Linked DNA regions of Gasterosteus aculeatus: region 1 is linked to region 2. The links are chromatin contacts, called in public Hi-C maps. All regions are on one chromosome and are shown on one strand. The core of a region is the stretch at or near the end of the contact, and the rest is flanking DNA. Distances in the headings are between cores, read along the strand shown.

Region 1 (3,808 bases), core at 96-2,595, 35 kb after region 2:
TTGTGTGTCCGTGTGTGTGTTGGGGGGGGGGGCTTGCTCAGAAAATGGTTCCATTGTTTTCCAATGACACACACACACACACACACATCTGAAACTACCGGCATCAGTTTGCACAGACGATAACAGGTCAGCCAGTAGGCCCATAGAACAGCAAGTAGTGTGTGTGTGTGTGTGTGTGTGTGTGTGTGTGTGTGTGTGTGTGTGTGTGTGTGTGTGTGTGTGTGTTTGTACAGGACAACCTGCATATCAAACAAATAGACAAATAGACTCCTGGTCGATGAGTCTCCTCTGTGATCGTATGGTTTTAAGGATAACAAAGACCAATAAAGACACCACTGAGTAAGACCAGGGGCCAACCTGTTGACAGAAGAAGAGCTGGAGTTTGAAAAGGAAAAGATGAATTACTTCCCCAATGTTTGATCAATATAATGGACAATGGACACAACTGCTCCACGGGGCAGAAACAACGCAGGTTGTGATCTATTGCACAAGTCCACCGTGTCCTCGGGGGACAAAGCTGCCGCTGCTGTCTTCCATCTGATCTCTGCAGTAAAGCCCGCTGGGGTTGTTGTCACCGCACCTTCACGTGGCTCCACTGCCATCAGCAGACTGCAACCAGGGCTCCGGGACGGGGGAGGAAAGCGACCCGAAGGCCATCGGATTCACACGCAACCCGCTCGGACGGTTCATCCGCCCTTTCAGCAATTTAGTTAAGGTCTTGTGTTAAATCCTGACATTAGGCTTTACACGCAAATCGATCGGATCGATTCCGCTCCCCGTGCGGGGGGGGAAGACGTCAAAGCCTGCTGAAAATAATAAACTGTCCCACCAGGAGAGACCACGCGAGACGCCGATGTCTCACGTGAACAGAGGACAAACGTACTGGCCGAGAAAAGGAGCAAAACGCGCCGTTGTTTTTATGCGGCTCGGACCCCCCCAAACCCGTTTCCCATCACATACCTCGATGTATCCGGACAGCGCGGGGACCACGATGCCCAGAATCAGGACGCACATCGCCGCCACTGAACCCATCTTCCACGGTCTTCGGTTCGTGGCACCGTGGATAACTTCTATATATGTCCCGAGAGGGCTCTCTGTGTGGGGGGGGGTAAAGAGCGCAGCGAGTCCCGGAAGAGAGCGCGATCAGCGGGACCAGTCCGGCTCCGCTTCGGTTCGGTTCGTTACTTGGAGCTCGACAGAACGCGTCAGTCGGTGTCTTCTGGAAATGTGGACTGAGGCTGTGGTCTCTGGGGCGGCTGCGCTGCCTCCTCCCTCCCTCCCTCCCCGGGTCATCGGATCGTGCGCACTGCGCCACCAGGCGGCCGGCCGCAGCACCACGGTGCGGCGTAATTGTCAGTCAGCCGGTGGACAGGTACGCTGAAGTGTTACACAACCCGAGCATGCCCGGACACTATGGGTGATGTTTTACGTGCCACAACCTCATGCATTCTGCAGGGTTGCTGCCTCCCAGTGATGCGTTCCACACAAAACATCACAAATGCAATAGACAGGCAACAGGAAATACAAATGAACTTGGTGGACACCTGTAATTACATTGGTTTGTCACAGTAACATGAATGAGTAGGTATAACCACAGAAACCACAGAGCCACTGAATAACAAGGGAATAAAGATGCCACTTTTTGATGATTTCATACAAATTCGGTCTGAATTATGTTGTTTCCAAACAGCCTCAATTGTGCTTTTTTTCTCCTATTCTAAAATGGTGTACTTGAACATTTATATGTACTGGGGACCCAAAATGGTCCCGAAATTTGGCATCACAGGAAAGCTGAGCGTCTGGTGGTTCGAAGGATAATTGTCATCACATATGAGTTGTATTCAGAAATTAGTCCCCAAAGTCGCCAATTCAAAATAGATTTTTTTTCCAACTCAATATCACTATTCAATGACCTCTTGCATTATCACAGCCTCGTGAAATTTAACAGACACAAATTTGAGACCTATAGAGCATTCAGAGGATGCATGGTTCCACTATAGGTTTAATTAGAATAGAGTTTCTAATGACCGTCTCCCCATAAAGATCCCTCCCCAACCCCCCAAAAGAAAATAAACAAATGTGTGGGTGTTTAAGATCTAATATGTGTATTTTACTATAAATATGTGTGTTTGTAGTATCAATTTGAAAGCAGAAGGTGTACTTTTAAAAGGCAAGGCAAGGCAAGGCAAGGCAAGGCAATTTTATTTGTACAGCGCTTTTCATACACAAGGCAGACTCAAAGTGCTTCACATCATAACATTTCATACAATAAAGTGAAATAAAATGACAATTAAAAACAGCAAATAAAATTATAAATTAAAATCTTATTTAAATTGTTTAATTAAAAGCAGAGGTTAAAAGTGCAATGTAGGTAAAATTTAGCAGAAGGCGAAGCTGAACATAAAAGTTTTCAGTCTTGTTTTAAACGTAGTCAGAGTTGGGGCAAGTCTTAAAAGAGGGTCTTAATAATTGCATTAAGTGAAGAGTACATAATTCTTACACCACTTCTGTTGAAGAGGTATTGCAATGATTCTTTTGTGAAGAAAACGAACAACAATGGTGTATTCAAATACTTTCCTTCTGAAGAAAACTCATCTCATTCTAATTCCAGTGGATTAAGCTTTTCTTTTTTTGTGGGAGAGACACACACAGAGGCAACCAGAGGAAACATTTTCTGTTTTCAGCGCAATGTAATAGACAACAACTCATTTATTTTCTTCTTAAATCAGTTTTTTTTTACTCAATTGAAAAGGCTGTAAATTCTGTAAATGTGATCGTTGCTTCAGGCATGACACACAGCGGTTATTCATTTTTAATCATCAGCCAGACTTGTTGGAATAGGATGAATTTGCACACATGTTTTTCAAGTCTAATCATGGGGGGAAATGAGAAGAAAACAGAGCAGATCATGTATTGTTTAAGTTTCAAAGGTTTATTGAGAAAATACTCAAACTCTCATCGAGTGATATTTCGGCTTTCCATCACCAACTTTCTCTGTACAGATTCCTGAATTGCCGCACATTGATCATAAAGACATAACAGGTTTTATGCAGTTAATGTGTCTGGTATCATTCAAAAGAAACACACACTACACACTAAACACACACTAAAATGAGAGATAAAAGCGGCTATTGAGACTCGGGGTGTCCTAAAATCCAAACACATTTTCTGCTTTTTGCCCAATTTGCAAGAAGCCACAGACCAGCTGACCAATACAATGACCACCATTTCTAAACCCTTTATTGTATACATTGTATTGCTATTCCCCCAGGCTACTCTTTAACTTCAAAATATTCACCAGAAAAAGTCAGATTCGTACTTTTATTGATGCTTTTTGAACATTGTTCCAAAGCTATTTTGAAAGAACTCACCGTAAATGGTGGTGGGCTGTCGCTTCTGTACCATATAATCTTGACATAAATAAAATTAGTCCCAACGCATATACTTGTTCTTGGTTAATACCGTTGAATAAAACTACATAACTAGTATCAGTATGAAGACACACAATGACCTCACCACTATTTGATATTGTAAACAGATGGCTTCGGTTTGCAACTGAATGAAAATATTCCCGCAGGTGTCTGTAAAGCATTTGAAGACGTTAATATTGCAGCTCCTCTCTCTGACCACTAGAAAGGAGTAAAAACGCATTATTGGGATTTTGATCAATAGTCATTTCCTGTCAGAACATTTCGGTCTGTTCAGTTTTTCGCTGTATTTTTAAAGCTCTAGTGGTGGAATGTGACCATATCTATACATACAGTATATTACATCAAATACAATGCGTTCTAACATCTGATTTTAAATG
Region 2 (4,199 bases), core at 168-2,667:
CCGAGAAACTACAAACCAAAGTAAAAGATGATGAACAACACAACAACAATACATTAAAAGAGACAGCTGACGCTGCAGATAGACGCATTACAAGTTCTCTAGGTCCATCATTTAGTAAATAACATAAACCATTGCCACAATGCTGCATGTGCAAAATAAAAATAATTACAATTGACTATACAGCACGGATTAGAGGACAAACTGCTCGCTGTTTTCTGACCAGAATATAAATGCTCTTAAATCTTCCCAAATGTAAACAGAACCGGCAGAAATGTGCTTTCGGCTCAAGAGAATATTTTCTTAAGATGAACTCTGAATCGGTTGCATAAAACAAGTAGCTGCATGCGATGCTTAAATCAGTAATGAGGCTCTAAACTGGCTCGACAGGATCTGCTGCCTGTCAGTCCCAATAATCACTACCACACTTGGTAAAATAATAATAAAATAACTTTTTATCAGATACAAAACTTAGTATGCTCCAAAATGTCCCCAGTCTCCTAAAAGTGGTTTCGAATCTCAATGTTGAGAGCGGAGGAACATTTCCACATTCCTGCTGCAAAAGTGGTTGGCAGACTCTGCAAACAGCAAGGCGGACCAGCTCTTGGCAGGCAACTGGCGTTTATTTCCCACTATGATGATTGACTGTTGTAATCCTCCAACACATGGCTGCAGTGCACCAGCGTTGGCAACAGATGGCAATAATGCACCTTTTCCCATTAATGGCGGGACGCAGCCCCTGTGGCACCTTCCAGTTGATGTTGAACAAACAATCCTAATTATAAAAATTGCGTGTCAGCGGGGTTATAAATGCATCGAGAAATCTCTTCTACGCGGAAAATGTCAGACTTTTATGAGACACCAACAATCATCTTGATCCCAGAAAGTCCCATAACACACTTACATAAAGCCCAACATGTTAAATATTTACAAAGGAGTCTTTGTGTAATGCTCTTCTAAGTCACATGTATAATCCATAAACCAAAAATGTAGATTTGAACATGCTGAAGGATTGGATGGGTGAAGAAAGACACAGGAGCTCGACAAGTAAACACTGCGAGAGCCCGACGACGGAGATCGGCCTCCCATGACCGAGCACGCAGGCCCACCTGATCCTACGATTCATCCAAATAGTAACACTGTGGTGCTTTCCTCGCCACGCAATGTTGTTTCATCCACCTGCTGTGCTATCGGTACTGGTTTGAGGATGACCACAGATGGTGTTGAAGGGCCCTGACACAAACAGGCCGGTTACATCTAACAGAGGAGCTTGCAGCCAAATCCCCGCGCAGCGGCTCAGAGTCCAGCATTACACAAGACCTGCGCAATGTTAATCTTCGGCTGAGGCTTAAGTGAATGAAACATCCGCCCTGACTCCGTCATTTGAGCTTACTCACTCCTCCTAGGCTCAAAAAAACGCACACACTCTTTCTACCTCCTACACACTGCGAGACAAGGCAAAGCGCAGGCTGAGACATCATTATCCCTCCCCTGTGTGATAGGGAATAGGAGGAGTGTAGGAGCTTGAGTGGCTCTGCATGAGCTTCCACATTCAGTGACACGGCCTCTAATACAGTTTGTTTGTCGTAGGAATGTTGCTAAACGTCCAATTGTGGGAAAGCACCAAATTGAACTATTAAGACCTAAAGGACTGATGATTAATTGTACAGTATACATTTTAGATAGATTTCAACATAAATGCCCAACGTGTGCTTGTTACAGCTTCTCAAATGTGTGGATTTGATGCTTTTCTTTCTTTCTAAATGGAATATTTTCGATAAATGGAACAAGCAACACTGAGACCTTAATTGAGAACTGTTTTCACCAGTGTCACATCCGGATAAAACACTGACCTGCGACTTCATCTGAGCAGCCTTCTCAGGATCCACGGCCAGGACGTGCTGGTAGTGGCGGATGGTGTGTTGGCGGTCCTTATTCTCTGCGCGGACGTACCTCCTGAGGGCTTGCAGGATGCGGTGGGGCTGAGCGCAACATGGAGTGGGAAGAAGAGGGGTAGTTTCTAGTGTTAGGTGGTAAAAAGCCACAATAAATCATTTCTGTGCAATACCAACTGAGAGGGATCAACGTCTCGTGTCAATTTATAGTAAGTGACCTTACAGCAGTTTCATCTCTGAAACTGTTTATTGTCTGCACACACTCTAGTTTTTTTCATTCAGATTTCTGGTTTATTTGATTCAGTCAATAAACCATGAACCGATACGACCTCGAAAAATACTAGTGATCACATTTTGTGATATTTGAGATTAAAAATAAGATGAAAATAATGCAACCCGACAACTCACAGTGTCAAATGTGAGGTACAAAAATAATCTGTTATATGACAAGTCTTCCCACCGCGGATGATGCAATTAACAATTTTGAATCGACTGGTGGTAATTAGAAATGAGCACAAAATGTAAATATTTCAGTCCCCTTTGGGTGACAAGTCTAAAACTGGTGGTTAGAAAAGCCACAAGTTCTCTTAAACAGAAAGCAAAACTGTGCTTGAAAAGATAAGAGGAATATTTAAAAAAAAAACATAACTATAAAAGGATTTTAACTGTGGGTTTAAATGTGATTGACTTTGTGCTCATGGAGGGATTTGGGCATGTGTGTTTTTCTGGATACAACAACCCCTTCTCCTCGTGATGAATTGGAGTGGACAGAGACAGGACATGAGATTAGCCACAGGCCACCAGTAATGTGACATTTGAGTGCTGTATGATAGAAATGTGTGTGTTGTGTGGACAGAGAAAGGCAATAGACACGGAGAGGTGAGGAAGTGATAAAAGATGAGCTCAGAGTGTGTTGTTTACCCTGGGGGGGTCTGCCTGCAGGGCAGCGAGGTAATTCTCCAGGGCCAGACGGCGACGGTCATTCAACATGGCCTCCACCCGGGCAAGGTGAGTCTCCACCAGCTGCTGCTTTTCGCTGGCTGCCTCCTCTTCCAGGGACTCCACCATGGCTTGGAAGTGCTACAAACAAAACCGCACACATGTCTAAAAATGTATATGCGGGCTAAATAGAGTGGCATAACAGAGCCATTTGGATCAGAAATAAGAAAACACTCCTCCCCGTTTCACTCGTGTCGCCTGTCAGCATTGTCAAGGGAATTGGAGGCTTCGCCTACCAGTCAAAAGTCACACACTTTCTCGAATGAGTGGAATGAATGTGTCCAAACTTTTCACTGGTGGTGTGATATAGAAGTCTCTCCAGCGCCCACATTTAGCCAGAGGGTGATAAAGACAGAGCAGCCAGGAAAAAAGAGATCTTTAATGGCACAGGGAGCGAGGGACCCAGGGCCTCTAAGCCGTCGTTTCTCACCCAAACAACGGGACAAAGGGGTGACTCCCGTAGGGAAGGATCGGTGTCTCACCTGGATCAGCGTCTGCCGCTCAGCCTTGGGCAGGTTCTTGGCCTGGCGATCGGCTTCCTCCCACTCTTTTCTTACCTGGAATGAGAGAGACGAAATGAACCCCAGAAAGCTTCAAGCCATTTTGAATGAATCTGTTTTCCAGTTCTGAAAAGTGTAATTGACCCCTCAATCATTATTGGAGACAACTGTGCGTTTGTGTTCTACATACACTGGTATGGGTTAGAAAGGTAAGGGTTACGCTATCAGTCCATGCTCAGGGCTAACCTTACGCTGGGCTTCTATTCCTAGTGCAGAAAAGATCATCAAGACCCAACTGCCCTCTCTGCGGAGCATCTACCACCGCAGGGTTCACAGGAGAGCTGCCTCCATTTTCAAAGACCCCACCCACCCCCAACATGGTCTGTTCTTCTACCCTCAGGCAGGAGGTACAGAAGTGCCAAATGCAGGACCACCAGACTAAAAAACTATTTTTTCCCCACTGCCATTAGAGCCATCAGCAGCTGAGAGGACTCTATAACCTAACTCACAACTGGTCTGCACTTTAGCTTGTTAGGATTTCACTTACTGTTACTGTACTGTTAATTTATATTGCACACATTTCAAGCCACATGCCGGTTAGTTCTTGGTTGTAATAAGCTGCATCATTGTACACTTAAAACTAAAACAAGAACCCTTTCCTGAATGGTTTTGTCGTGTTCATATTGTACAATTTAGCAAGACAAATTTCACATTTTACCCTTTAATTAGGGGAGCAGTGTCCTTGACTCGACCTGGTAACTCACCCTCTCCATACGGTTGCGGTGCCTGATCTCCAGTTGCTCCTTGG

What was found. Hi-C and Micro-C count contacts between places; a contact is called where the count stands out from the background.
Region 1: a contact with region 2 is called in a Hi-C map of whole body, with 2.3 times the contacts expected there. The contact joins the promoter of aplp2 here to the enhancer-like site in region 2. A contact is called at or near these places in 4 of 6 Hi-C or Micro-C datasets (skeletal muscle, tail fin and whole body).

Annotation. Positions count from the first base shown.
Region 1 is chr1:17,916,208-17,920,015 of fGasAcu3.hap1.1, forward strand. aplp2 (amyloid beta (A4) precursor-like protein 2) reads right to left here and starts at 1,346. Exons shown (of 17, transcript XM_040174899.2): 1 at 961-1,346. The coding sequence starts at 1,032.
Region 2 is chr1:17,881,559-17,885,757 of fGasAcu3.hap1.1, forward strand. It overlaps aplp2 (amyloid beta (A4) precursor-like protein 2), which reads right to left. Exons shown (of 17, transcript XM_040174899.2): 8 at 4,156-4,199; 9 at 3,374-3,448; 10 at 2,814-2,972; 11 at 1,851-1,979. Among protein-coding and RNA genes, the nearest start is that of st14a, 13 kb to the left of the region's middle. Within about 2 kb of position 1,418, at least 5 of the 9 cell types and tissues checked have open chromatin away from gene starts, as enhancers often do.